7 separate regions of the Mus musculus genome follow, and regions 1, 2, 3, 4, 5 and 7 are each linked to region 6. The links are chromatin contacts, called in public ChIA-PET, HiChIP or PLAC-seq and promoter capture Hi-C maps. All regions are on one chromosome and are shown on one strand. Each heading gives the region's core, a stretch centred on a gene start, on an enhancer-like site or on the middle of the called end of the contact. The rest is flanking DNA. Distances are from core to core; before and after follow the strand shown. Region 1 overlaps Grap2 (GRB2-related adaptor protein 2). Region 2 holds the start of Fam83f (family with sequence similarity 83, member F). Region 3 holds the start of Grap2 (GRB2-related adaptor protein 2). Region 4 holds the start of St13 (suppression of tumorigenicity 13). Region 5 has its middle 41 kb from the start of Gm52179. Region 6 holds the start of Adsl (adenylosuccinate lyase). Region 7 has its middle 4.0 kb from the start of Gm52179.

Region 1 (2,987 bases), core at 213-2,712, 340 kb before region 6:
CCATGAGTACCGGCCACTCTCCCAAAGTGTGGCGTAAAAGAGCTGGCACTATGGACGTGAGTGCCAATGGCGTATACAGAAAGGGTCATAGGCATGGTCTGCTTGGACTTTGGTATTGGATTTTGTATTTGTTACAGATTCTAGAGGAAAAAAATAATAACAAGGTCGTAAATGCTTCATTTAGGAGGCAGTGAAGGACGAGGAGTTAGTTAGAGGGCTTATCTAGCATATCCCCTGGGGTTCAGCCTCAGCACCACATACAATTGGGTGTGGTCCACAAGAACACAGCCCACAGAATCATCTAAGCAGAGCTCATAGGGGCTCACAGAGACTGAAGCAACAACCACAGAGTCTGAGCTAGGTCTCCTGTATATATGCTGTGGTTGTGTAGTTTGGTGTTCCTGTGGGACTCCTAGCAATGGGAGTGGGGGTTAGCTCTGACTCTTTTGCCTGCTCCTGGGACTCTTTTTCTCACTGGGTTGCCTTGTCCAGCCTTAATTTGAGGGTTTGTGTGTAGTCTTATATAACATGTTATGCCGTGCTCTATTGATATTCCTGGGAGGCCTTCTCTTTTCTGAAGGGAAACAGGGAGAAGGGATCTGGAAGGAAGGGGAGGTTGGGGGACTGGGAGGGGTAGAGAGAAGGGATATTGCAGTCAGTAGGTTATTTAAAAAAATTAAACCAAGTGTGGTAGCATATGCCTCTAATGCTAACACTCAAGTGATAGAGACAGAAGGGTCAGAAGTTCAAGGTTTTCCTTGGCTACTCATGAGTTTGAGGCCATCCTGGGCTACCTGAGATCCTGTTAAAAAGAGAAGAAAGAGAGGGAGAGAGGAAAAGAGAGAAAGCTTATTCTATTGTGTTTATACTTGATAGTGAAATAATCTTGACTAATGGATCAACAGTAGGAGGCTTTAGGTAAAGGGGTGGGGCTCATAGATAGCTAGTTGACTGAGGTCACACAACTGGTTAAGGAAAGAGCCAGGACATGAATCCCACTGTGGCCAGCTCCAAAGGCCATATCCATTCATTATAGATCATGTCTATTTATCATAGAATAAAGACTCAATGTCCCTTGGTTCACTTAAGAAGAAAGAGTCGGGCTTTGGAAGATGGCACAAGGACATGAGTTCAAGCCTCAGGACCTGCATTTAAAAGTCAAGTGTGGTTGTGTGTGCCTGTGATCACAATACAGAGGAATTAGAGATAGGCAGAACCTTGGGCTCGCTGATCATACAGCGTACCTAACAGGTGTGCTCTGGCCCAGGGAAAGGCTATCTCATAAAATGAGGTGTAAGGGAAGAAAAGGAAGAAGAGAAGGAAGAAAAATCAAAACGCCTGCAGGCCAACCAGACTGGCAGCTGGCCAAAGGAACAGAGGCAAACAGAATAAAATATTCAGGGCCACGTGAAGCCCTGTGCTGTGGTTCAGAACTCCCACATTAGAAGGGGCCTAGCGTCACCATCTTCCTGTCTAACACACCTGCACCCTTAGAGTATTTTAGCTCCTGAACAGCCAGCAGCAATGTATAACACAATTACCAAATGCGAGCAGCAGAGAAAGTAATTGGATCATCCTATTTCGCCCAACCCTGCTCAGGCCACATCCTGAATACTAAGCTCAAGTTCAGTGACATATTCTAGAGCTAGAGGAGGACTGAGGTGAGGCCTTTGGACCTTGACCAGGAGATCAAGGACAGGTGATGAAAGACTCTGGAACAGTCATATTTAGGAAAGAAAATCTGGGATTTATGGTGGTCTGGGTTGTTGTTGTTGTTGTTGTTGTTGTTGTTGTTGTTGTTGTTCTTCTTCTTCTTCTTCTTCTTCTTCTTCTTCCTTCTTCTTCTTCTTCTTCTTCTTCTTCTTCTTCCTTCTTCTTCTTCTTCTTCTTCTTCTTCTTCTTCTTCTTCTTCTTCTTCTTCTTCTCCTCCTCCTCCTCCTCCTCCTCCTCCTCCTCCTCCTCCTCCCCCCCTCCTCCTCCCCTTTTTCTTCTTTGAGCAATGTCTGGGATGAGGAGAGACATTTTTGTTCAATGTAACAGACATGCCAAGCAGTTTGCTTGCATTTTACAACCAAGCTGCTTCCCTTGCACCTACATGCCCGCTGAGGAGAAACCCAAATTGCTTTGTGAACTGCTGCCAACTTGGTGAGCCCAAAGTTGGGGGCCTTTCTTGATCAAAAGTGCCAAGACAAACGAAAGAGAGACCAGCTGGCTGTGGTGCTTACCTGTAATCGTGACACTGGGGAAATAAAGGCAGAAAATCGGGAGTTTGAGGCCAGCATTGACTTTGTATCCAGTATGAGACCCTGTATGGAGATAGATAGATAGATAGATAGATAGATAGATAGATAGATAGATAGATGGTAGATAGGTAGATAATAGATAGATAGATAGATGATAGATAGATAGATGATAGATAGATAGATAGATAGATAGATAGATAGATAGATAGATAGATGGATAGATAACCAAACTCATTCAAGGAAGGCCTACATTTTCCTAAAATGAGAAAATTCTAATTATTTACTTGACCAGCAAAATTCAAAATAATATCCCTTTAACTGGGTTTTTGCTTGTCTTGTTTTCTGATTTTTTTTTTGAGACAGAGACTCACTATGAATTCCAAGGCAATATCAAATTTGTGATTCTCCTGCCTCAGCCTCCAAAGTGTTGAGGATTATAAGCATGTACCACCACCAAGCCCAGTTAATACCATCCCTTTGATTGGCAACTTTTAGTGCTTTTACGGGGTGACTTGCTCTATGAAGCTGTCAGCACCTCTAGGGTTTCAGGAATAGACTTATGGACTGAAGGCAGGTAAGTGACTGTCTGAGTTAATGTTCGCTTCTGCAGGCTTGGAAACCAGTGAGCTGAAAAATGGCCAGCGTTCCAATGATAAACGGGGATTTGATGACACAAGGAAAAATGACAAAAAGATTAAGGTGGCTGTGATCACAGAGTCTTCTGGGCTACACGTGTGTGTGTTG
Region 2 (3,068 bases), core at 422-2,921, 280 kb before region 6:
AGTGCCTGAAGAGAACAGAAGAGAGTGTCAGAGATGCTCTGGGACTTGAGCTATTGATGGTTGTGTGCCACCATATAGGCCCACGTCCTTTGGGAAGCATCCAGTGCTCTTAACCATGTCTCCAATCCCTGCAGACAATCTAAACACTCATTTCTCCAGACCATCAACGGGGCTGTGGGGTATAGATCAATGAAAGAGCCCTTTCCTAATTTTCCAAAGCCCTGAGTTTTATCCCAAGCACAGAGGAGGGAGGGAGGGAGGGGGAGAGAGAGAGAGAGAGAGAGAGAAGGAAGGAGTGAGAGAGAGAGAGAGAGAGAGAGAGAGAAGGAAGGAGTGAGAGAGAAGGAGTGAGAGAGAGAGAGAGAAGGAAGGAGTGAGAGAGAGATAGAAGGAAGGAGAGAGAGAGAGGGAGAGAGAGAGAGAGAGAGATGCCTATTGACTCCTTCATACACACCCCTAATAACCCCAATAACCTCTGTTTCTTTATAAGAACAAGCAAAGGAGGCCACATGTTGGGAAAGGACCTCCCTCACCGCAGAGAGCATAGCAGTTCCTTTGCTTAGCCGCTCCTTTCTCGGGAGATATAGAAAAGCATTTATTTCTAGGCCTCAATTTCCTCGTTTGTGAAATGAGGGGGTTGGACTCATTTCTAAAGCTCCTTCCAGCTCCAAGTCGCTGTGCTACAAAATGAGAGAAATGTGAACCTTTGGTTGCTATGATCTGAAAATATTTTGAATGTGGAGAATCAAAATTGTACAGCAGCACACGAACAAAATAATATGTTAATGACTAAGAAGATTGTATTTAATCCAATGGGAAACAGCAGATCCTCTGGTGGTGATGGTGGTGGTGTGCACGCGCGTGTCTGTGCTCAGCTTCCTTCCTTGGGCTCAAACATGTATTTTGAATCGCTAATATAGTAATCAGGCCTCTGGCAGCCTATCAGGCCCAAACACACGCACACACCACTTCAAATTAAAATGAGGGGCAAATCCACTGCCTCCTGCTTACATCTTTGCTATTTGGGTGATTCTTTTAGGAGAAAAAAATTTTGTAGTGACGGTGTTGGTGTTGAATTGACAGCCCCTGGAGGCCTCTGATCTCAGAACTGGGACGCGTGGGCGGGAGAACTAGGGATTTCATTAGCATCTTTGCTTTCCCACACAGACTGCCCCCTACACAGTCCGACGATCTAGCCCAACAGCACACACACTTGGACCCTGAAGGCCGGAGTGGGTCAGGATGCTACTAAATTCCGCAGGCGTCCGGACTAGAACACGTGCTCTGGGCCCTGCCTGCGGGAAGATGAGGCTGTACCCGCGGGGCTGAGTCCCGAGGGTGCTGGAGGCGTAAAGGGGTCAGGTCGCCGACCTTCCCTGCACTGATGGGTCGCAGCTGGGAGGCGGGCGTGACTCAAAGGCCGCACGTGCCTCTGACCACAGCCGGGCTTTCACTTCCACGCCGACACTCTGCACCCCAGCCGGGCTAAGTAGGCCAGAGACGCAGGGCGTCGGCTGAGCCGCCCGTGAGGTCCCCGCAAGCCCTGCAGAGGCGGCGGTCCCTCTCCGCCCGACGGCCGCGCCCGCACCGGGGCCCGCGCCGATTGGCCGACTGGCGATCGCTGGGCGGGCCGAGGCGGACCTCGCGGCCAGGTGAGGCGCCCCGCCCCTCGAGCGCTCCAGGTGCGGCGGTGGGGACAGCAGGGTCCGAGCCTGGGGCCCCGGGACAGGGCTGGGGCGCCATGGCCGAGTCCCAACTGAGCTGCCTGGACGAGGCGCACGTGAACGAGAGGGTGACCGAGGCACATGCAGCTTTCTACTACTGCGAGAGGCGGCGGGCCGCGCTGGAGGCGCTGCTGGGTGGAGGCGAGCAGGCCTACCGCGAACTGGTCAAGAAGGAGCGGCTGCGGGACTTCCTCTCCAGCCAGGAGCGCCAGGCCCTCTGCGCCGCCTGGAGCCCCTACGAGGAGGCAGTCTCCAGCACCCGTGCCAAGGCTAAGGCCAAGGCCAAGGTCCCGGCCCAGCCCACTGAGTCCCTGGCCTACTGGCCAGACCGCTCGGACACCGAAGTGCCCCCACTGGACCTGGGGTGGACAGACACCAACTTCTACCGCGGTGTGAGCCGAGTCACGCTCTTCACCCACCCGCCCAAAGAAGAGAAGGCACCGCACCTGAAGCAGGTGGTCAGGCAGATGATCCAGCAGGCCCAGAAGGTAGGCCTCGGGCCCCAGTCCTGCACCAGAGGGACCCCCCACACACACACACACTCCCCTGCCTGGTCTCACTTGCGGGCCACTCTCACCATCCTCTGGGAAATGGACCCCCGCTGGCGCTCACCTTGTGCAGCTGTGATGAGACCTTTTGAAAGATGGATGTGTAAGTTCGTGGCAAAGCACTGGTTTTTCTTACTACAGTGTCTAGGTGCGCTAGCCTTGTGTTGGTATACCTCTGTCACCATCCATCTTCCTTGGGCAGTGTGACAGTTGTGAGGCCCTGTGCTAAACTAGCCACTCAAAGGGCTTGATCATGAACTATCACCAGGGATTTATTTACAAGGCGTATCCTCGGCCGTTTCCCTATTTGATCTTCACAATCGCATGAAGTTGGTAATAGCCTCCCTTCCCCTCTGGGCCAGATGAGCTTTTCTTAGGAGCCTTTCTCCCCCAAACAACCCGACTTTCCCATTATCATCCTCTCCTGGGCTTGGCACTAGAGCCCAAGCAGGCTCAAATGAATGAGGAACGCTATTTTAAGCTCTAGCAGTGGCTTGGCCCAGTGTTGGGTGCTCCCACAAAGCACTGGACCAAGCTCAGGAAGAGGCTCCTACTTTGCCCATCTGCTCTGCTTGGGTGTTGAGAGATGTTTCCAAGGAGCCTGGTTAGAATACCAGTTGGACAGCTGGCTGTGGGGTAGGTGAAAGACTAATCTTTTCCTCTGTGCCCTTGGGTACTTGGGTAGTTTCCAGATAAAATGTGGGCTATTGCATTAAATTCAAACTTCAAATAGGTCTTTTTGTATCTTTTTATTCCAAATAAGCTGCACGGCGGCTGCATTGATGCTAAAAGTGAC
Region 3 (2,949 bases), core at 361-2,860, 380 kb before region 6:
AGCACTCTTCTGGTCTCCATGGGCATTGCATTCCCATTACTAAGGATGCAAATTACTTCTTCTAGCCCATTTGATGAATATTTACTGAGCACCTACTATGACCAAAGTAATGTGCCAGTTCTATACCAGGCTCCTTCTTCCCTGTTTCAATTAAAATGCATAATCAGGCAGGCATGGTAGTACACATCTATAGCCCAGCATTGGGGCTGGCTGGACCCAAATCTTGAGGCTGCAGCTGGAAGTCAAAGAGTTCTAGGCATAGCCTGGGCTACAGCACAGAAGAAAACATGTCTCAAAAAAAAAGTGAGAGATTATAATGAGAAAAGGGTTTTTAAAATATAAATCTTCAAGCCCAGTGGTGGTAGTACACTCCTTTAATCTCAGCACTCAGAGGTAGTGCAGGTACATCTCTGAGTTTGAGGCCAGCCTGGTCTACAGAGCAAGTTCCGGGAAACTCTATCTTGCAAACCAAAAACTAAAATAAAATAACTTTTTAGTAAAGTTTATCATTTAAAGAAGCAATGAGATACCGCCTCAGAAGTCAGGAATGAAGTCTAAGTTATACTCTTAGAACTTCAAATTGAATCAAATGGGGAAAAAACTATGCAGAGATTCATGCCGGAGGTATCCCGAAATGTCCCTCTTCTCCTTGGATCCAGCCTCCAAACTCTAAAGGCCTTGCTTAGCCAGTTGAAATGCGTCTCCTTTTTGTGCAAGAGATACAAGAACAAAGAGAAAGGAAGAGAGACTTCAACGGGCTGCAGGTGGTGTGGGGGCAGGGAGAGTTAGAAATATGGAGGTGAGAACTGGGGAAGTTGAGGGAGATGATGATTCTTAAATTGTCAGAGAGCCTTGGGTCCAGCTTGCTCAAGAGAACGTGAAGTCCCACGGGTCCAAGGAAAGATCTGCACTCTTGACCATAGCAAGCCTGGACTTAGAACCCCTGGCTTATCGGCTAGTTAACCCCCATAGTGTGTGTCTGTGTCGTGTGTCTGTGTCACTAACAGAACTCCTGGCTTAGAGAGCCTCCCACTGTTTTCTTCCTTCTCTCTTGGGTCAAGATTTGTATCACAAGCTAAGAGTTATGTAAATGGGTTGGCTACACTTAGCAAGCGGTTTCTCTGAGATTTTAACATCATGATTGACCAGGGAAGACTTTAACTTTTTCCCAGTGGCCTTTGCATTTCTCCGGATGGAATGATGTGAAAACAGGCTTTTTCCTTGAGGCCAGCAGCAGCTTGTTACCGGATCATATCCAAACTCAGAAGTTTTCTTGTGTGAATGTGAGCGTTGGGGGCAGGCGTGTTTTCAGAAGTTTTCGTATGTGTATGTGAGCGTTGGGGGCAGGCGGGTTTTGTTAAAACTGAAACGAATAGGAGCAGGCATGTTTCGGTGAACCTCCTGCGTTTTGGTTCAACTCTAGCAGCTAGAAAACAAAACCACATAATCTGAGGCTCACGCCCAGCTCTGCGCAGCAGGGTGTCTGCTAGTTCCTGTGTGGTTTGCCTGCAGACTGGCTGGGGGGGAGCTTGGAGGAGGGCAAGGGGCAGGGAGGAGGAAGCTGTATTGATGGATCTGGGGCTTGCGACCTGCTTCAGTGTGGTGCTCAGAAACCAGCACAAGGCAGACCTGTAGGCTGAGGCGGCGCGGTAAACTTGACATTTGAATGCATCTTCCCACTGGCAAAAGGCAATTCTAATAACTCGTTGTCAAAGCCGAGATACACGCTCAACTCAACCTCTTCGCGTCCCAAAGGTAAGTCATGCGTCGTGGGTGCACGCCCTCTGGAAACCTTGAGCGCTTTTAAGATTCTGTTCTCTGTAAGCCAAATCTAATGAAAGCTAGTCCTACTGGTTTTCTGAACTTTGCTGGCAATACTTCAGCCATCAGCCTAGGCTTCTTATCTAGTTGGCTTACGTTAGTAGGGATTGGATTCAACTTCTGTCAAACGAACTAGAGAAAACTTGGTCTTTACTGGGCCCATGGGGGAAAAAACGGCAGTTCTACTAACTGGCTTCAGAGCGATCTCTGGGAAAGACCTTGGATGTTGAGGTCCCAGAGGGGGAAAAAAAAATCCCCCTTCAATAGTGAAGTCGGGGAGTGGCAGGTGGTAGGGAATTGAGCCCAGACTCTGAGGACTTGCTCAATTTTTTCACCAACTCCAAACTGCTAGTTCTGGCGGCATTTGCTCTCTTTACGAAGAACACTGGTCTGAGTTCCTTTAATAAGAGAAAACTTCCCGTGGGAAGACATGAGGAGAGGGTGTTGTCTATCTTTGTCTCTTTATTAATAGTTGTGTGGCATCTTTAAAGACCATCTCTGGTTTCTGCTCTTGTCCCCATCTGTTTCAGAACCTGAGAAAGGAATGCAAAGACCAGGTTTTCACTGACTTAACCATGACTGCATCCACTTAACCTCAAGTGCAGCCTTGTTAATAAGGCATATGGAACACTTTGTATATCATTAGAAGTACTCATCCAGAGATAGACTAAGGGGGGCTACTTGGTCTCCAAACCACCGCAGGGATAAGGCAGTGATGAGCACACATTGTTGGAGGGTGAGAAACTTCAGTGGAAGAGCCTTGCATATGGGTCCATTTATTATAAACTGCTAATTTGTTATAGGGTCCCTTTTTTTTTCTTCTTCATTTTTGATTTCAGAAAGAACGTTTAGTTTAACCTGGTCTCTTTTAGTGAATCAACATGGCCTACAAAGCTTGATATTCATAGTATAATTTTAGAGAGGCCCTCTTGAAAGAAGCAGCCACTATTAAGTAGTGTCTCCCTCTCCCCCCCCCCACCCCCCCACCAAGGCAGGGTTTCTCTGTGTAGCCCTGTCTGCCCTGTCTGTGTAGCATAGGCTGGCCTCGAACTCACAGAGATCCTCCTGCAAGTAGTATATTTCGATGCCAAGTTTTTAAAAAACTTCTAACTTATTCCCTTTTTAAGA
Region 4 (2,802 bases), core at 143-2,642, 450 kb after region 6:
AAAAAAAAAAAAAAAAAAAAAAATTTAAAAAAAAAAAAACAAACTTACACATTATTTATTAGCTCCTTCCCTTAATCTATCTGGACTTGCAATCACCTGGCCAGAAAACAACCTCTCAGAAAGGCTGATTTACCAGAAGATATGCAAAAAGCTTGGAATAATTATCTTTAAAGAAGTAAAGTGCTTATACAGTCCCTGAGTCCTTCACTCCACACAGTTGCTTTCAGACCTTCATGGCTCAGCCTGCTTGTTTTTTCTAAGTTCTAATTGAAAAATATATAAAACTTTACTTTTCCCCATCTCTTTTTTTTTTATATTAACCAAAGACCCTAAACATGCACTTTCTCTGAAGACCGACCCTCCCCCATTTCTACAAGTGCTGGTGAGCTTCCATTGCTGACCCTAATTCAGAAAGCATGACTTAACATCCTCCCTCCCCTTGGCAGCTGTAGAGATTTAGTTTGTTTGTACTGTTGCGTTTTTCACCCTCAAATTCTAATGGTGCCTAAGCTTTCTTCTAATTCTGTCTTTAAAATCTTTTATCAACGAGACTAAAACAACAAAAAGGAGAAACCAATTCCCCAGTAATACTGTTTCCCAGCAGCTGGCACAACAATCATAGTACGCAGGCGAAATACTCTCCAGTTAGTCCTGCAAGCACACTGGTCTTTGAAGGAAAAAAAAAAATTCCTAAAGTAGCTGAAGTGACAGCGCTACAACTAACGTGGGTATAAATAATTCCCAACAAAATTCCATGCAATTAAAATCGTTGTAAGGCCAAGTACAGATAACTGAAGTTATAGAATAAATAAGTTACCACTATTAATATTTTAAACGACACATGGGTCAATGCGACTTAAACAAGACGCCAGGTTCAAGAAAAACAATCCCTTAGTAAAAGCTTTGTCTTCGTTCGCGCATTATTTCCACTGCTCAAATATTCACAACCCAAACACACCCCCATAAAGACTTAACTGCGGGGGGTGGGGGGGAACCAACTCTAACCTCTGCTTTTCCACCCCTAAGTTGCCCAACGCTCCAGATCCCTCCGAGAACCTCTCGAAGCCACTAAGAGCCACGAAGGGGCCTAGAACCGCTCCCCTCCTCCCTACGCCAGCTCGGGGCCCACTCCCCAACCCCCAACTTTCCGTCCCCAACGGTCCACGGGGCCCAGGGCTCTCACCTCTCCACCCACTCCCTCAGGAAGCGCATTTCCTCGGTGTGCAGGACGCTCGGGTCCTGCCTACACATCTTCACGAAGGCCCGAAGCTCGCTCACTTTGCGGGGATCCATGGTGGGAGGCTGGAAGCTGAAGGCGGTGGGCGGCTGCGGAGGCACGATGCCAGGCCCGGGAGCGGCTCAACGTGACCAAGTGGAAGGGGGCGGCTGCCGCGAGGCAGAACAGACTAGAACCTCCCCGGCCGCTGGCTCCTCCCCCCCAACGGCCTCGTGACCCCGGGCCTTCGCTCGCTCATTCCCACTCCTACCTCTGGACCTGTGCTCCGCCTAGAACCTTCTAGAAGTGTAGCTGCCCGTGACAATGCCTGCTTCGATCGGCGAACAGTCTCACTCGGATTCTTTCCTCTGACCTAATTCCCCGGGATGGATGAAGGACCTTGTGTCTGTGCGCTTTCAAGCGGGACATAGGGAGACATTTGGAATAAGATATTTCTTCTGTGAAGATGGGCATTAAGCAGAACGAGACGCCGCATGGAGGAGGGGGGAAAATAAATAAATGCCCGTGGGGCCGGCGCGCCCAAAACCTAGCCGAGTGACGTCACTGCTCTGCGCCGCCCCGGGAAGAAAGCCCGCGAGCCGCGCCTGCCGGAAGGGGCCGAGCAGTTGACTGGTTTCCTGGCGACGCGGCTGTGCTAGTGGCTTTCCCCAGAGTTTGTACTTTTCCTGACCAGTGGTTACAGGCCATGCCGTCTCTGCTCTCAACCCCCAAGCTGGCTCCCGTTCTAGCAAGGCTCCGCGGCCTCTCAGGTTAGAGTCTTTCCTGCCGGCGTCCCCTTCAGGTTCTTCCTTTGGAGAAAGCCTAAAGCAGCCCAAAGAGCTACAAGTTGATGATCCGTGGTTCTTCACCAATCGGCACCTGATCCCCCCTCACCACCCACGGATTTTTCTTTTGATCGATTGCTCTGGGAAAGAGTGGGCTTTAGGTTCTGTTATTCTGGGAAAGCTGGAGTGACTGAAGAGGAGGGAACTCCAAGGGATTGTCTTCAAAGTTACTCGAATTCTAAATTGGTAGCTTTTATCATCACACTTGACTAAATTGTTTAATGTCAAGTAGCGTGTGTGTGTGTGTTAGGTCAGGGTAAATCTTTCGCCTTTTCATAGGTTTCATCGGAGAGCTAGCTCAAAAGATAGAGCCGGGCTGTGGTGGCGCACGCCTTTAATCCCAGCACTTGGGAGGCAGAGGCAGGCGGATTTCTGAGTTCGAGGCCAGCCTGATCCAAATACAGAGTGAGTTCCAGGACAGCCAGGACTATACAGAGAAACCCTGTCTCGAAAAGAGAGAGAGAGAGAGAGAGAGAGAGAGAAAGAGAGAGAAGAAACACGTCTAGAAACAAATGCTTTGTGCAATTCAGTTTGTAAAGAACTAAGCGAGGGACGTGCCTAAGTCTTACATAAACAGTCAAGGTGATAGAGCACGGAGAATGTGAACCCTCCGTGTACAATATGGTGAGCAATTAACCTAACATAAAATTTTATACTGGAGAGTGAGTCACCTACTTTGTAAGGAGACCTAATGTTGGATTATACTTCAGACGAGGTGTGCAAAATCTGAACCAGAAAATA
Region 5 (3,082 bases), core at 221-2,720, 350 kb after region 6:
TGTTTCATGTTTTCTACTAGAAATCTATTTGAAAGGCCTCGTGACCTTTTCCCTTTTTATTTTAGTTTTGTTGAAAGAGGATTTTGTTATGTAGCCTGGAACTGAGTACATCGACCAGGCTGATCTTGTTTACAGTGATCCTCCTGCCTCTGCTCCCCAAGCCCTAGGAGTACCAGCATGCACCACCATTGACATCAGCCAGTTTCCCTTGACTTAGCATCGGCTTGCTACGTCTACCTTCATCTCCTCCTTTCGTCTTGTCTTCCCCAACATGTGAGTGCTGCTTTGATTTCTAATGCTGCTTTTGAGATTTGTTGGAACCACACAGCAAGTCAAGGTTGTGCCTGTTTTCCTCCACATAGTAGTGTGTGGCTCCACATAGTGTGGCTCCACATGGTGTGGCTCGTCCTTGCTGCCACACAGACTTGTGGTTTGCTCTCTTTCGTGGCTGCCTAGTGCTCCATTCTACAGATTAATGTGACAACTGCTGGTTATTCAATTATCAGATGATTATCTGGGTATAGGTGAGGTACAAGGGACTAAACAAGCCACCCAAAAAGAAAAAAAAAAAAAAACAACAATTTTACATAGATTATAGAGCTGCCTCCCACCAAACTCATTCATCCTGAACAGAGCTGAGCCTGAGATCTTAGCGGTACATACGCACCCAGATAGGTCTTGCAGAGTCCTTGCACTTTAGCCCAGGAGAATTCTTTCCTGTTTTGCTTTGTAGAAATATCTAAAGTTTTCTCTGGCAGCCTGATTCTCAGCAAATCACTGGAAGCCAAAGATGCTCTCAGATGCAGACACACGGACGGCAAGAAATATGTTAATAATTAACACCTAGGAAAATCATAACCCGTGTTTGCAAAAAAGGCAGATGCAGAAATGCAAGTCCAGACCATACTGCCCTGGGCAAGCCTGATCCCTTCCCAGTCTGGAGTGAGTCTCTTAAGGGACAAAGCAGCCAATTGTGGGTGACTGAGACAACTGTGGGTGGCTGCCTGTGGCAGCCAGCAGAGTCATGTGAGGACTATGTGCTAAAGCAACAACTTGCCAGGCTGTGGTGGTGCACACCTCTAATCCCAGCACTTGGGAGGTAAAAGCAAGCAGATCTCTGAGTTCAAGGCCAGCCTGGTTTACAGAGTGAGTTCCAAAACAGCTAGGGATACATAGAGAAACTTGACTTGAAAGGAAAAAAAAAAAAAAAAAGCAACAACTGAATTATATACACCTTATTATATTTACTGTGGCCAGGGATCATCCACATTTTGAGAATGATTTAATAAAATGGTTAAAAACAAAACAAAGTGGCAAGTTAGGACATCTTAGAGCAAGGCAGGGGGCTGGGAGATCTGTGGCTAGTCTTCCAATCAATGTGTGTTCCTGAGCATGGTGACAGGTCACCCATGGTGACTCAGAGCAGGCAAGCGCACAGTCCTGCAAAGGAACAACACGGAGGCTCTGGGAAACCCACAGCTAGCGTCACACTCGACAGTGCACGCTTTTGCCCGTAGTCAAGAACAAGACCAAACTGTGTGGTTTCATCACCTGTTTCCTGTTGTGCGTTGCCCTGGTGCTGTTTGTACTTTGATGCTAATTCTGCTTCCTCAAGAGGGACTGGCTCAAGGAGTGGATCACGCCCTCTGGTGATTTCAGGCAAACCTTCTGCCCATTTTATAAAGCAAATCAAGGCGAGAGCCTGTGATTGGGCAGTGGATGGGAAAGGTGGGGCTGGAGGTTTTAGAGAGGGAGAGAGAGAAAGGAGGAAGGGAAGATGAGGAGAGAGAGAAGAGAGAGGAGAGAGAGGAGGATAGAGGAAGAGAGGTGGAAGGAAGATGGAGCAGAACCACGTGGCCTACAGGAACGGAAAGTAGCAAAGGATTTCCCACCTGGGGCGTGAAGTAGTGTAGTGTTCAACTGTTGAAACGCCACCTATTCTCCACAAGGCTTTGCTTGACGCAGTTGCTTTTCTGCCTGCTTCAGCTTCTACATGGAGGGTGCCAGCAGTACATCATTCAAGTTAGACATTTTTATTAGCAGCCATAAAGGCCACAAAGAGGTGGACACTATGGGTGAGAGACAGGCTTTCACGTGTCAGTTTCAATTTCTGTTGCCATTGGGAGGTCCTGAGCCTACCTTCTGCTCAGGAAAGATTGTCAATCATAGATGGCAACTCAAAAAGTTTAGGCACACGCTTGGGGAAAGGAATAAAGAAGAGAATAGCATTTGAAGGAGGCACCACCTACTCTGTCCTTTGCTTCTGCTAGATACAAAGGATGCGAGCTCTCCTGTTCCAAGTTTAATCTACCGATCCTCTTTAGGCTGTTCATTAAATGTGAAAGTCCTTCTTTTCATGGAAGCAGATTTCACCGGGCACCTCTGGAGGCCACGAGCTATAATGAAGCCAGCACCCAACGTTAACTACAATGCCCTCTGGTGGCTTGAAGTATTTTCCTTAGTTACAACAGTAAAATTAAACAAAACAAAAGCTCAGAAAACAACCATAACCACCATAAAAGTCCCAGCACTCGGGCAGTTTTCCCTCTTAAAAGGAAGCTCTTCTATAAAGTCGGAAATCATAATTGTAAAACTCCTTAGTATGTATAACCTTCGTGACCACACATCTTTCTACACAGGCTCATTACCAAACACATGGATCAGAGATGAGTAGGTGAGAAAGAGGGGTTGAGACAGCTCAGTTAGAACGTTTGCCTGGCACACCCGAAGCCCTCTGTTCCCCAGCACCATGTAAACAAGGCGTAGGCGTGGTCATGGTCGACCCAACAGTAACTCCAGTACTTCAGAGGGTGAGGGAGGCGGAGCCAAAGTTCAAGGTTATTCTTGACTTTCTGTTGCCATGACAAAACACCATGACCAAGGCAACTTGGAAAAGAAGGGCTTTCGTTAGCCTTAATTCAGCCCTGGGGAGGGGATGGGGAGGGAATTGGAGTTCACCATGGCAGAGCAAAGGCACAGAGGGAGGGACAGATAAGAGCTCACATCTTGATCCAAGAGCAGGAGACAGGGAACATACTGAAAATGCGGAGACTTTTGAAACCTTGAAGCCTGGCCCCAGGGA
Region 6 (2,784 bases), core at 252-2,751:
AGGAGACAAGCCAAAAAGCAGGGGCCTCCACAGTAACCAGAACTAAGGTAGCTGATGATATTTAGCAGAAGTCCATGCATTAAAAAACAAAAACCAAACAACAACCACCACAAAACCACCTGGGCTGGTGACCCATGCCTTTAATCTGAGCACTCAGGAGTCAAAGACAGACAGATCTCTACATAGTGAGTCCCAGGCCAGTTAAGGCTACAGTGTATCACTCTGTCTCGCAAAAATAAAGTCAGAAAAGGAAACAGGACCAAGTAGAAAGCTAACAGCTGAAGCTACGGTTTAATGAGGAAAAGTAACCAGAGGCCAAGTGAAGCAGAGTCGGGAGAGAGCACTACGGAGCCTGGAGCCTGGAGCCTGGAGCCTGGAGCCTGGAGCCTGGAGCCTGGAGCCTGGAGCCTGGAGCCTGGAGCCTGGAGCCTGGAGCCTGGAGCCTGGAGCCTGGGAAGGATTGGCTCTGCAAGGATCTCTGTGGAAGAGAACAGTGAGCTGCTACAGCATATCCAAGCAACTATACCCCCGAATCAGTCCAGAGTACAAAGTTCCAGGAACACGTTCTTTTCAGCATACATCGGCCCACAGCCTCCAATCCAATCGAGGACCTTGGGCGCAGGTGTCTGGTAGGTTTATCTGATGTACAAACTATTCTGGCAACAGCTAAGTCTTAAGCTCAGGAAGAGGAGACACTAAGGAGCGGTTGTGTGGGGAAGAGGGAGCAGTGTTCAGATCTAATGTACCATGCCTCGTGTGGGTCTCTTTATGTTGCTGGACGAGGCTTTTTGTTTTCTGTTTTGTGTTTGTTTGTTTGTTTGTTTGTTTGTAGACAGGTTTTCTCTGGCTGTTCTGGAACTCGCTCTGGAGACCTGGCTGACCTCAAATTATTATTATTATTTATTTTTTTATTTTTGTTTTTTTTGAGACAGGGTTTCTCTGTATAGCCCTGGCTGTCCTGGAACTCACTTTGTAGACCAGGCTGGCCTCGAACTCAGAAATCTGCCTGCCTCTGCCTCCCGAGTGCTGGGATTAAAGGCGTGCGCCACCACGCCCGGCTATTTTTTTTTAATGTATGCTATTTTCAGCTTTATTCTGATACAAAAACTTTGAATTTTTTGTTCTCGAGCCACCACGCGTGGAATAATTCTGACAGGCTGCTTTCCGGAGATCGGAACCAGCACCGCGGTTTAAGAGTTTCGGTCTCCAGCTGAGCCTGTCTCCAGCGGGACTGCAGTACTCCAAGTGTCCACTAGGGCGCCTTCCTGGCGTCCCTCCGAATGCCTCTGCAACTTTCCTTTCTGGGTTAAACGCGGGTCTTAATGTGCCTTCCTCAGATGGAAAAACTGAGGAGGCACAGCGTGGGGCAGAGATTCGTAGAAACCAAGAGAAAAGCGTTGACCCTCAGGGGCGACGAGCCAAACTTGAACCATCTTCGCCTTCCAGGCCGGCGTTACACACGGGGCGGGGCCTTGGGAGGAAGTCCCGCCCCACGCACGCCACCCTTCCGCTTTTGGCCCTGCTGCTGGTGTCCGCCGCGTCCTGGTCGCGTGTTGAAAATGGCTGCATCCGGCGACCCTGGCAGTGCTGAAAGTTACCGTTCTCCGCTGGCGGCCCGCTACGCCAGCCGCGAGATGTGTTTCTTGTTCAGCGACAGGTACAAGTTCCAGACGTGGCGGCAGCTGTGGCTGTGGCTGGCGGAGGCCGAACAGGTAACTGGCCGGGCCTCTTGTCCCGAGGGAGGTCACGGCCCGAGCACCTGTTGCCTCGGCAACAGTCCCAGAGCCCTGCACATCCTTTGGAGGACTTCGGTTTGGGCAAGGCTATGTGTGTTTGCGTCCTCCCACAGCGCATTTCAAGTGGAATGCTACTTATACCTTTGCAGGCTCAGGGGGAAAGGCGCTTCCCGCCAAGCTATCCGACATGAGTTTGAGCCGGGTTCAGCATGGTGAGAAAGGCGAAACCTGACTTCTATTAGTTGTCCTTCGACTTCTGTGCGCTCACACATGCACACACACACACACACACACACAGAAAACAAGTAGATTATTCTTTTAAAAAGTACGTTGCAAACTTGATGGTCATTTTTCGCATGAGCACGAGGAGGGCATAACCACCACGAAATGCACCCTTAGGATTGTTATGCCGGGCTGGTTGTTGTAGTTCATGGGCATCACAGCTAGGTCGGCCTGTTGGTTGCTTTCTGCCTTTGGGAAAGCTTATTTGGTGCCTTCAAAATTGTTTCTTGTGTTCTTGCCTTCTTGTCCTCTCGTCCCTCCTCCCTCCCTCCCTTCCTCCTCCCTCCTCCTTCTTTTTCTTCCTCCTCCTCCTCTTCTTCTTCCTCTCTCTCTCTCTCTCTCTCTCTCTCTCTCTGCCTTTCTCTGTCTCTACTACCGTTGCCAGTGTCTCCTTAGCTTGTAAGTGCCCTCAAGCTGAAACTGAAGTGTAAGGTTTATCTGGTCTACAAATTGCTTGACGCATACACAGCTGTGAATATGGATCATCTGTTAGAGCACCAACTTAGTAGCGAGAGGCAGATGTGATACTTAGCATGAAAGGATTATTTTTCTGTGTAGTTCTGTGGCTGCATGTGGATATGGGCTTGTGTGAGTGCAGGCGCCACTGGAGGTCAGATGATGCTGTGGAACTGGGGTTACAGGTGCTTTTGAGCAGCCACGTGAGTGCTGGGAACCAGAGTCAGGTCTCTGCAGGAGCAATGAGGACTCTTATTTGCTGAACCATCTCCCCAGCACATGTGTTAACACCCCCACCCCACCCCCAGCA
Region 7 (2,819 bases), core at 218-2,717, 320 kb after region 6:
CTGGAACTGGAGTTATAGATGGTTGTGAGCCACCATGTGGGTGCTGGAGATAAAACTTGGGTCCTCTGGAAAAGCAGTCTGTGCTCTTAACTGCTGATCCATCTCTTCAACACAGAAGAATAACTCTTAGGTAAACACCAAGCACCTACCTTCCATGAAGAGCAATGTAAGTACTGAGAAGGAGGGGCTGGGTAGGTAGAAAAGACATAGCTGAGAACAGAGCACTGTTTCCCAGGCCATGGTACTCAGTGCATGGGCAGAGTCACACTGGGAGTGTCAAGAAGGGAAATTGAAGCCGGGCGGTGATGGCGCACGCCTTTAATCCCAGCACTCGGGAGGCAGAGACAGGTGGATTTCTGAGTTCGAGGCCAGCCTGGCCTACAAAGTGAGTTCCAGGACAACCAGGACTACACAGAGAAACCCTGTCTCGAAACACGCCCCCCCCCAAAAAGAAGGGAAATTGAGGGGCTGGAGAGATGGCTCAGTGGTTAAGAGCACTGACTGCTCTTCTGAAGGTCCTGAGTTCAAATCCCAACAACCACATGGTGACTCACAACCATCTGTAATGAGATGGGATGCCCTCTTCTGGTGTCTCTGAAAACAGCTACAGCAGACTTACATATAATAAATAAACAAAGATTTAAAAAAGAAGGGAAACTGAGGGAGGGCAGGGCTGCTGTAGAACCAGGCTGTATAAAACTCATCTCTCAAGTAAAGCCAGAGTCTGTGATCCATAGGCCCGTGACAATGATTTACCTTTGATGTATGCCTTCCTGTGTCAGACATGGCTTGAGGCAGATTCGTCCAGGGTCCTGACTCTTGGCACTGAGATACTTGGATTTGATTCCAATTTTGTGCACAGGTGCATCTTACTTTCAGTTTCTGGGCCTCAGTTTCCTCCTCTGAAAAACACAGACAATAACTAGTAAAGGTGGTGTGAAGATTCCTCATATGTTCACATGTCTCAACACATACATTATTACTGTATGCCAAGCATTTGCATCATGCCTGGGACATGGGAAGAGCTTTGAAAGTACACACATCACTATTTAATCTTTTTTAATGGTTCTGTGAGCCTACGAATGCGAATGCTCGCCCTGTAGGTAAAGGTAGAGACTTGGAGAGCTCTCAGCTCAAACTATGAATGTAGAAAGAATCCTACATCCTGCTCTGCCCTTTCCTAGAGTTCTCCATGCTGGGAGAAACCCAGGGACAAAGCAGGGCTCAGGATGCTGAGTCCTGCATCCCATTTCCCATAGCACTCTTCAAACTAAATGCCCAGATGCCCCATGTCCACCCCAGATAATTGCAAAACAGAGCCATGCCTGCCTCCCCGGCTTTAAACAGCCGCCCTGTGCAGGACCTGGCAGCCAGCCGGGTCAAGCTTAAGTGTCTTCAGTCCCCAGACTGCAGCATGTCCAGCTGCTTACTCACTTGGCACCTCTAAGGCAGATGAACCACAAATATGGAACTCAGCCGGCAGAGGCCACATTACAACGAAACCACCCCCACTGCCTTGTGCGCAGCGGCCTCCGTGAGATGAAACTGGTTTGTGAGATGAGAAAGCTAGCTCTCTCCATCTATCTTAATCCTGCTGGTTGGATGCAAATTGCTTTCTCCTACTGAGGCGAAAGAACGCTGGTGGGTGGCTTGGAATGACTGGCGGGGGTGTGCAGCTGAATGTGGGATTGGGGTTAGTGACAGGGCACCCCAGGAATTCTTTGCTCCTTCTGCTCTGCTCTGTCTCGCCATGTGCCACCTCAGCGTGCCTTCGGCACCTGCACTTTTCTTCCCCTTTATCCCAGCTCTTGTAATAGGTTTTTCAGTCTGTGGGATTCCAGATCAGTGTTTCCCTTAACCTTGTATGTGGCAGGAAGCATTAGGGTGGAGCGGAAGTTATCAGAAACTAGCACCCCACCCCCACCCCCTGGGCAGGCTGCACCGGGTACCAAAGGATCCTACAAAAGATGGAGGGAAGCGGGCACTGGGTGTTCCACTTCACCTGGGCAGAAGAAAGGTCCAATTCATCTCCATGGACATTGCTACGTATTCATGGTTTACTCATGCACTGGGATGGGGGTAGGGGACATTTTCATGCACATATATATTTCTACCTGCTCCGTTATACAAATGTTTGAGGTGGCTTACAAATATATATATATATATATATATATATATATAATATCAAGGAATGAAATAGGTATCATTAGAAACGGGAAGAGGAATTCAGAGGAGGGAAATAACGAAGCTCATAACCATGCAGTAAGCTGCCCTGCACAGTTGTTAATGTGATCCATAAACTTGGCTTTGGAAACCCCAGCAATCCAAAGCAAAACACGAACATTCGAACACAGGAAATGTAGAATACATAAACGAAAAAAAAACTGTAGTGTCACGGGGGAAGCACCATCTTGCCTTTGTATTGAAATTTGGGAGGAATTCTTTCATGGGTCCATCCAAAGATGACCAATAGATAAAACAACCATTGCTCATTAGACTTCTTAGGTTGAGTCAAGTTGCTAAAATGTCATTCAAGGTCCTAATAATATTATGTATAATACTAGAAATTAGGAATAGTATAGATGTCCCTCAAATACATTATTGGACAAATGTCCGATGGAGTGTTAGGCAGTTATTAAGGGGAAAGATGAACAATTTAGGTTGCTCATGTGAAACAGTTTCCAAGATGTACTAGGAAATGAAAGAAGTTGGAGGCAGAAGAATGTCTCTATAAGGGAAGTGTCTGTGAAAATGAAATAAAAGTCATATGTACTTCCAAATGTTGTGCATGTCCTTGGTCCTTCTCAGGAGAGGGGTCA

Evidence for each region. Promoter capture Hi-C pulls out the DNA fragments that hold promoters and counts their contacts. ChIA-PET counts read pairs in DNA pulled down with a chosen protein or histone mark. HiChIP or PLAC-seq counts read pairs in DNA pulled down with a chosen protein or histone mark.
Region 1: an RNA polymerase II ChIA-PET map of effector CD8 T cells shows a contact between it and region 6, with 5 read pairs. The contact joins the enhancer-like site here to the promoter of Adsl in region 6. A contact is called at or near these places in 1 of 39 promoter capture datasets (neutrophils), 2 of 484 Hi-C or Micro-C datasets (the C2C12 cell line and the G1E-ER4 cell line) and 1 of 115 datasets of contacts at active chromatin or transcription factors (effector CD8 T cells).
Region 2: a contact with region 6 is called in a promoter capture Hi-C map of the SN4741 cell line, with 3 times the contacts expected there. The contact joins the promoter of Fam83f here to the promoter of Adsl in region 6. A contact is called at or near these places in 3 of 39 promoter capture datasets (the SN4741 cell line, embryonic stem cells and hematopoietic stem and progenitor cells) and 2 of 115 datasets of contacts at active chromatin or transcription factors (bone marrow-derived macrophages and pancreatic cancer cells).
Region 3: a contact with region 6 is called in an H3K4me3 HiChIP or PLAC-seq map of the 230-238 cell line, with 12 read pairs. The contact joins the promoter of Grap2 here to the promoter of Adsl in region 6. A contact is called at or near these places in 3 of 39 promoter capture datasets (embryonic stem cells, pre-B cells and stem cell-derived epiblast-like cells), 1 of 484 Hi-C or Micro-C datasets (Th1 cells), 2 of 115 datasets of contacts at active chromatin or transcription factors (the 230-238 cell line and acute myeloid leukemia) and 1 of 9 other capture datasets (adipose tissue).
Region 4: a contact with region 6 is called in a FOXA1 HiChIP or PLAC-seq map of pancreatic cancer cells. The contact joins the promoter of St13 here to the promoter of Adsl in region 6. A contact is called at or near these places in 7 of 39 promoter capture datasets (the 3T3-L1 cell line, 3T3-L1-derived adipocytes, cranial neural crest and 4 more), 3 of 115 datasets of contacts at active chromatin or transcription factors (astrocytes, memory CD8 T cells and pancreatic cancer cells) and 1 of 9 other capture datasets (adipose tissue).
Region 5: an HNF4G HiChIP or PLAC-seq map of pancreatic cancer cells shows a contact between it and region 6. The contact joins the enhancer-like site here to the promoter of Adsl in region 6. A contact is called at or near these places in 3 of 39 promoter capture datasets (the 3T3-L1 cell line, liver and pre-B cells), 1 of 484 Hi-C or Micro-C datasets (the N1E-115 cell line), 2 of 115 datasets of contacts at active chromatin or transcription factors (memory CD8 T cells and pancreatic cancer cells) and 1 of 9 other capture datasets (embryonic stem cells).
Region 7: a contact with region 6 is called in a FOXA1 HiChIP or PLAC-seq map of pancreatic cancer cells. The contact joins the enhancer-like site here to the promoter of Adsl in region 6. A contact is called at or near these places in 3 of 39 promoter capture datasets (the 3T3-L1 cell line and stem cell-derived epiblast-like cells), 1 of 115 datasets of contacts at active chromatin or transcription factors (pancreatic cancer cells) and 1 of 9 other capture datasets (embryonic stem cells).

Annotation. Positions count from the first base shown.
Region 1 is chr15:80,610,234-80,613,220 of GRCm38.p6, forward strand. The region is part of intron 1 of Grap2 (GRB2-related adaptor protein 2); the gene reads left to right. Among named protein-coding and RNA genes, the nearest start is that of Mir6957, 34 kb to the right of the region's middle. Within about 2 kb of position 1,463, at least 29 of the 459 cell types and tissues checked have an H3K27ac peak or open chromatin away from gene starts, as enhancers often do. A contact at or near this core is called in effector CD8 T cells, where this site is marked.
Region 2 is chr15:80,670,176-80,673,243 of GRCm38.p6, forward strand. It overlaps Fam83f (family with sequence similarity 83, member F), which reads left to right and starts at 1,672. Exons shown (of 5, transcript NM_145986.2): 1 at 1,672-2,212. The coding sequence starts at 1,742.
Region 3 is chr15:80,570,987-80,573,935 of GRCm38.p6, forward strand. Grap2 (GRB2-related adaptor protein 2) reads left to right here and starts at 1,611. Exons shown (of 8, transcript NM_001289442.1): 1 at 1,611-1,755.
Region 4 is chr15:81,398,302-81,401,103 of GRCm38.p6, forward strand. It overlaps St13 (suppression of tumorigenicity 13), which reads right to left and starts at 1,393. Exons shown (of 12, transcript NM_133726.2): 1 at 1,184-1,393. The coding sequence starts at 1,293. It overlaps Xpnpep3 (X-prolyl aminopeptidase 3, mitochondrial), which reads left to right and starts at 1,837. Exons shown (of 10, transcript NM_001347075.1): 1 at 1,837-1,986. The coding sequence starts at 1,923.
Region 5 is chr15:81,299,836-81,302,917 of GRCm38.p6, forward strand. No RefSeq gene overlaps it. Among named protein-coding and RNA genes, the nearest start is that of Gm52179, 41 kb to the left of the region's middle. Within about 2 kb of position 1,471, at least 181 of the 459 cell types and tissues checked have an H3K27ac peak or open chromatin away from gene starts, as enhancers often do. A contact at or near this core is called in the N1E-115 cell line, liver, memory CD8 T cells and 2 more, where this site is marked.
Region 6 is chr15:80,946,989-80,949,772 of GRCm38.p6, forward strand. It overlaps Adsl (adenylosuccinate lyase), which reads left to right and starts at 1,502. Exons shown (of 13, transcript NM_009634.6): 1 at 1,502-1,712. The coding sequence starts at 1,560.
Region 7 is chr15:81,263,129-81,265,947 of GRCm38.p6, forward strand. No RefSeq gene overlaps it. Among named protein-coding and RNA genes, the nearest start is that of Gm52179, 4.0 kb to the left of the region's middle. Within about 2 kb of position 1,468, at least 59 of the 459 cell types and tissues checked have an H3K27ac peak or open chromatin away from gene starts, as enhancers often do. A contact at or near this core is called in pancreatic cancer cells, where this site is marked.